Linked DNA regions of Zea mays: region 1 is linked to region 2. Evidence: chromatin contacts called from public Hi-C data. All regions are on one chromosome and are shown on one strand. The core of a region is the stretch at or near the end of the contact, and the rest is flanking DNA. Distances in the headings are between cores, read along the strand shown.

What was found. A called contact is a pair of places that touch in the nucleus more often than the background predicts.
Region 1: a contact with region 2 is called in a Hi-C map of leaf, with 7 times the contacts expected there. The contact joins the promoter of LOC100282534 here to the promoter of LOC103649600 in region 2. A contact is called at or near these places in 2 of 25 Hi-C or Micro-C datasets (both in leaf) and 2 of 3 datasets of contacts at active chromatin or transcription factors (leaf and seedling).

Annotation. Positions count from the first base shown.
Region 1 is chr3:4,133,447-4,136,387 of Zm-B73-REFERENCE-NAM-5.0, forward strand. LOC100282534 reads right to left here and starts at 1,412. Exons shown (of 2, transcript NM_001374592.1): 1 at 713-1,412. The coding sequence starts at 1,296.
Region 2 is chr3:4,069,185-4,072,003 of Zm-B73-REFERENCE-NAM-5.0, forward strand. LOC103649600 (gibberellin 2-beta-dioxygenase 3) reads left to right here and starts at 1,280. Exons shown (of 3, transcript XM_008675338.4): 1 at 1,280-1,739; 2 at 2,460-2,817. The coding sequence starts at 1,348.

The DNA of each region.
Region 1 (2,941 bases), core at 162-2,661, 64 kb after region 2:
CGTTCCTGCCTGGGGGGAAATTACCATAATACACCTACTACAAAAACTCGTGTTCAGTTCTGTTATCAAACAATTTAAACCTAAGAGCTATACTTCCTTGTAGAATTTTGGACTAAATCTTAATATTAGATAATCATCGTGCCACGGACGGTGAAAAATCCAGCAATAAAATAAGGAAAAACTCTGCATCAGCTTAATATGAAGGCATAAATATATGGTTCTTGCGAACTCATCCTCCTACATGTAACATGTCAAGTGAAGCCCAAGCCTGGCCCAACAAGCAGTCATGTTCTTTGCAGAACAACAATAGGTAGATGCCATTTAAACTAAGTTAATGGTTGTTTCAATATAATACTTGAAAGAACAGACCCAAGGATGTAAACTCAAGTGTTACTGCCCCTCATACAAAACTCAAACTAATCTTCTTGCAAAGTTTAAGCACCTATTGGCAGTGAAATACTAGCTGAAGTGACATGGCCTCCAACTGTGACTCTTGCAACCTCGGCGAGGCAGTCTGATACTGCACTTCCAAACAGCATTTTACATGGTTTCCTTGTGCATATCAAAAATACGTGTGTAGACACTTTGCAGGAGTATATATATTTCCGTAACATCCAAACAAGGCCTAATAAGATTCTAGATTTCTACGCACACAAACATTTTATTGATCACTAATGAGAGTGGAGAGGACGAGAGGTGCAGAGATCCTCACCTCGGTTTCTCGGTAGCCAGGCGCATCCCGGACCACGGGAACTTGGCCGCCTCGTCCCCAGCTTGCTCCTTCACCTTATCCCCTCCCCTCCTCTTCCTCCCCAGCCTCCCAGGGTTCCCATACACGACCTTCCCGCAGCCAGCCCTGGAGAAGCCCTCCCTCTCGTCCTCCATCCAGTGCTTCCCCTTGCTCTCCCCCTCCACCTCGGCGCCCTCCACCGCCTTCCTCCTCGCAGCGGCTGCGCTGGCTTTCCGCTCCCGCTCCGCGAGGATGGCCCCGATGGGGAACAGGTCGCGCGAGACCGCGAGCGGGGCGCGGAGCGTGACGTAGGCCTTCTTGTAGTCGGGCTTGGCGGAGAGAAAGGGGCCCCGGCGGAGCTTCTTGCCCTCCATGTTAAGCGTGCGGACCTCGGCGACGGAAAAACCGTACATGGACTCGAGGCAGCGCCGGATGTCCACCTTGGAAGCGGAGGGGACGGTCCGCACGGCGAACTCCTGCACGGAGGAGAGCGGCGCGGGGGGCAGCATGACCTTCAGCGGGAGGTTGGCAAAGTGGATCACGCGGCGCCCGAGGCGGCTCCCCATGGCTGCCTCTGCCTCTGCCTCTCTGCCTCTGCCTCTGACGCACCGCGGCGGTGGAGGGTTTAGACGCGGCGGCGGTAGCGGTGGATCCGGAGTTCCGGGCTGCTACTTCGAAAAGTGGGAGACTGCGAGCTGGTGCGGCTGCTTGGACTGTTCCCGTTGGGCTTTGGCCTGGGCGTGCGTGGCCTGGTGGACCGAATACATCCGCGAGTAGCTGGGCTCGAATTTTGGCCTCTTTTACAGGCTTTGGTTCTAAGGAAAAATTGCTATTTTAGTCCTTCTAACGTGGGATATCTGATATTATATGACCCTCTGTCTATGACTTGTGGGTCATTTGTGTCTATGATTTGTGAGCCTTGTGGTAAAATAGAGAAATCCACAACTGAGAGTGACAAAATAACAAATTCTCCGGTTCTAAGCCAGAGAAGCTTTTCTAAAGGAGAACTATTTAAAAACTATTTGATAAAATAACTTCTACAGTAATTTTTGAAAAAATCGTGTCAAATCTATGGCCTTCGTCGACCGTTGTTCACCCCGCCAAACCCATCGTCGAAGACCGCGCATAGGGAACAGGGTTTGGGACGGGATGCAGCCTCTACGGCTAGCTAGCGATGACACACGATAAAGATAAAGGCAAGGAGATCCTCGGGGAGGTTGTAGTGTGGTCCTATGTGGTGTGGTACTCGAAACAAGATTCATGTGAAGAACCTATGTATAAGGTGGAAGACTTTTTTATAACGTACACAAGCAGTGACGGAGGACGCTAGAAAATTTAGGTATTGCTAACGTAGCGATAAATAAAAAATTACGACACATATTAAAGCAATTTATAGCTACAAAATAAGTAATAGATATTGAAAAATACCTAATTTAATAGTCATCTTGATTATACTTCATTTACAACCAAATGTCATATAGCGAATAAAATCTGAAAAAAGAAAAATGAGTTATTAATGGCAAATTGAAGTACAAATTGTTGAAGAAGTGAAATAAGAATATACCTCTAGTTGAGTCTAGTTCTAGGAGATCTAGGCAATTGCATATGTATTTCGGGTTCATTGCAAACTCCACTAGCGCGAGTGCTTATATACTTCTACTAGAAGTTTGACTGAAATAACTCTTCAAATCTGTCATTTTATGAAGCATATAACATGTATTAAATAACTAGAAGACATTACAACAGGGAGTGTTCACATAATAACAAGAAATACTTTTTTGGGTCATATTCTTTGTCTTGTTTTTGTTTCTATCCATGTCTGCTATTTGGAAATTGGAAAATCTGCACATTAAAAAATCTATTGGATTAGACATGTTGTTTTGTTTCTATTGAAATTGAAAAATCAAATTGAAAAATATGCATATTAAAAATTGGAAGACATTACAATTTATAATTACAACCCTATCAATTACCAAACCATACCGGTCCAGCACATGTGTTGCTCTCCTGCGTGGACAGTGTGGCTGCGTTGCATGGTTGTGCGGCCTGCGGCCAGCCGGCCAGCAGCCAGGCGCCGAGGCGTGACTCGCGCATGGCGGACTAGCGGTCGGGCGTCGGGCGGAGCCGCGGTCAGCGGAGGTGGCCAGGCAAGCGTGGCTGCGCGGGCAAGCCGCAGGCAGCCGCCGCCCCGCTATTCGACGCCTTGTCGCC
Region 2 (2,819 bases), core at 30-2,529:
TATAAAGGTCTGTTTGGTTATATTATGACTGTAAAAAAAATTGTTGTGGGGTGTGAGTTATTAAAAAGATAAAAACCGTTTGATACAAACCACTAAAAGCAGTTAAAAGTTCTTCGATATATGTTGTCACACCCATCTGAAAAGCCACTAAAAGCAGGTCTAGAGGTGTTTTTAGTTTTGCAGTGCGAGAAAGTCGGCTTTTAGAAGAAAAAAATGTTTCCTGGATCCAGCCCTTTGGTTTGGTTTTTGGCTTTTAGAGTGCAAAAGCTAAACCAAACACACCCTAATATAAGCTACTATAGATGTCCAACAAGTCTGAAGCTCGAAAGGCCGACCCCAAGCACGTTTTTTTTTGGCTCGGTACGAGCACGCCCCCGTCTGTTTAAAAACGGTCCAAGCCGACCCGATACGAATATGTATGCTAGGTCCGGACAGAGAATTAAGCACGTCGTGCTGGCCCGACACGGCCTATTTTTTACTGAGCTGTGCTTTTCGACCTGTTAAGCCCGCTTTTTTCGTGCTTCTGGGCCGGCCCGATCCGTTTAAGCCCGTAGCGTGTTAGACCCGTTCAGGGAAATAAGCTTGTGGGTCTACCAAACCTGGCCCGGTTTTCTAACGTGCCTGACGGGCCTGGCCTGAACTGAGTCGTGTTTCACCGGACCAGGCCAGACGCCGGTTTGAACATCACTACAAGCAACTCTAAAAGATGTTTGATGTGTAACTATTAGTCAGCTAACAATTATTAGCAGGTTTTTGTTATTTCTCCATATCTATTAGCTGCAATTATCTGACCTCGTCGAACTAGTAGGATAGTTATTATTATCTATGAGTCTAGCTAACGTGTTTGGATTGAAGACAGATAATTATTGCCAGATAACCAATATCTATTGGAGATCCAAACCGGGCCTAACCAACACACAAAAGCAACGAGAGAGTAAAGCTGTCTCTTCGGCAACGCCAACTTGCATACAAAAGATTGAGGTCCCAATCCTAAGGATCAATTATTGCAAATTTAACTGGAGTCATGGAATTTCTTGGAGGAAACCACAGATTGTTGGCAACAGCGGCAAGCAAAGGCTTACGGCCCTGATCTCGGCCAGTGATGCTTGATCAGACGGCTAGAATTACCAGATCGCGCTGTGCTAGGTCGCTGACGGTCTGTCTAGTCATCCACCGACTCCCCGCCCGCGCCACCACTGCTCGGCGTGTCTACTCACTCGGTCACTCCTATATAAGACGCTCGCTCGCGGCACTACTGCTCTCGCGCTCGCGCTCTGTGCACAGACGAGAGACGACCTTCCCTTCCCGTTCCTCTGTTTTTATCTCTGCTCCATTCCTCGATCGGCCATGGTGGTCCTCGCCAAGGGTGAGCTCGAGCAGATCGCGCTGCCTGCGGCGGCGCCGCCACGGGCCGACGTGCGGTCGGTGGACCTGTCGGCCCCGGCGGGCCCGGCGCGCGAGGCCGCGGCGCGCGCGCTGGTGGCGGCGTGCGAGGAGCACGGGTTCTTCCGGGTGACGGGCCACGGCGTGCCGGCCGAGCTCGTGCGCGCCGCGGAGGCCGCGGCGGCCGGGTTCTTCGCGCGGCCGCAGGGCGAGAAGGACGGGGAGGCCCCCACGCTCGGGTACGGCAGCAAGCGCATCGGCGGCAACGGCGACCTCGGCTGGGTCGAGTACCTCCTGCTCGGCGTCAACCCCGCCGTGCCCGCCGCCTCCGCGTCCTCCTCGACATTGCCGTTGCGGTGAGTCGTCGCCACTCGCAGCGGCGCAGAACGGTGCCGGCGTTCGGCGTTGCACCGGCATCGCTTCGCTGCTGTCTTGCATGTTTGCTCTCCCTTTCCTTCTCCTTTTGCTGCCAGCATTGCCTTTCCTCAGCTCCATGCTCTGCTCGTGCTTGCAATGTGTCACGTGGAGCAATAACACACGAAGCATACGCACGTGGTCGCAGCACAAACCCCAAGAAGAAGGATCCCGATTCCCAGCACGGTAGCAGCAGCAAGTTGATTGATAGATGATGAATTCTCCGTACGTAATAAATAAATAAAATCACACTAAAGTACTAAACTAGGTAGCTACTTCCAAGGAAAAAGAAAACAAAAAAGAAACGGTATCGTGTCCGTGGATAAGACTGCCCGTCGTGGCTGCCGGCTGCGTCACAGCCTGCGGCGGCCGAGGTACACGCCATTTGACCCACGCCGTCGACGTCGGCGCGCGCGCGACGTCGGTTGCGTCGCATGGTCTCCGTCGACGCGCCGGCGCCGCGCGCCCGTCCCACTAGATGATTGCGCGCGGGCGGCGGCGGGCGGAGGTCGATCGAATCGACACGAACGCAAGCGCGCCATGCATTCCCACCGTCGCGCGTCCCTATCGATGGAGACATCGCTACTTTTCGAAACAAAGAAACCCAGCCAGAAGAAAATAAATTCGCCTGACAACGTTTTCACGGACGCTCGCTGACGCAGGGGCCTTCTGGACGAGTACACGGTGGCGGTGCGGCGGATGGCGTGCGCGGTGCTGGAGCTGATGGCGGAGGGGCTGGGCATCGCCGGCGCCGGGGACGGGGACGGGGACACGGTGCTGGCGAGGCTGGTGGCGCGCGCGGACAGCGACTGCATGCTGCGGGTGAACCACTACCCGCCGCGGCCGGCGCTGAACTACCCCTGCCTCACGGGGTTCGGCGAGCACACCGACCCGCAGATCATCTCGGTGCTCCGCGCCAACGGCACGTCCGGCCTGGAGGTCGCGCTGCGGGACGGCGCCTGGGCCTCCGTCCCGCCCGACGGGGACGCCTTCTTCGTCAACGTCGGCGACACCCTGCAGGT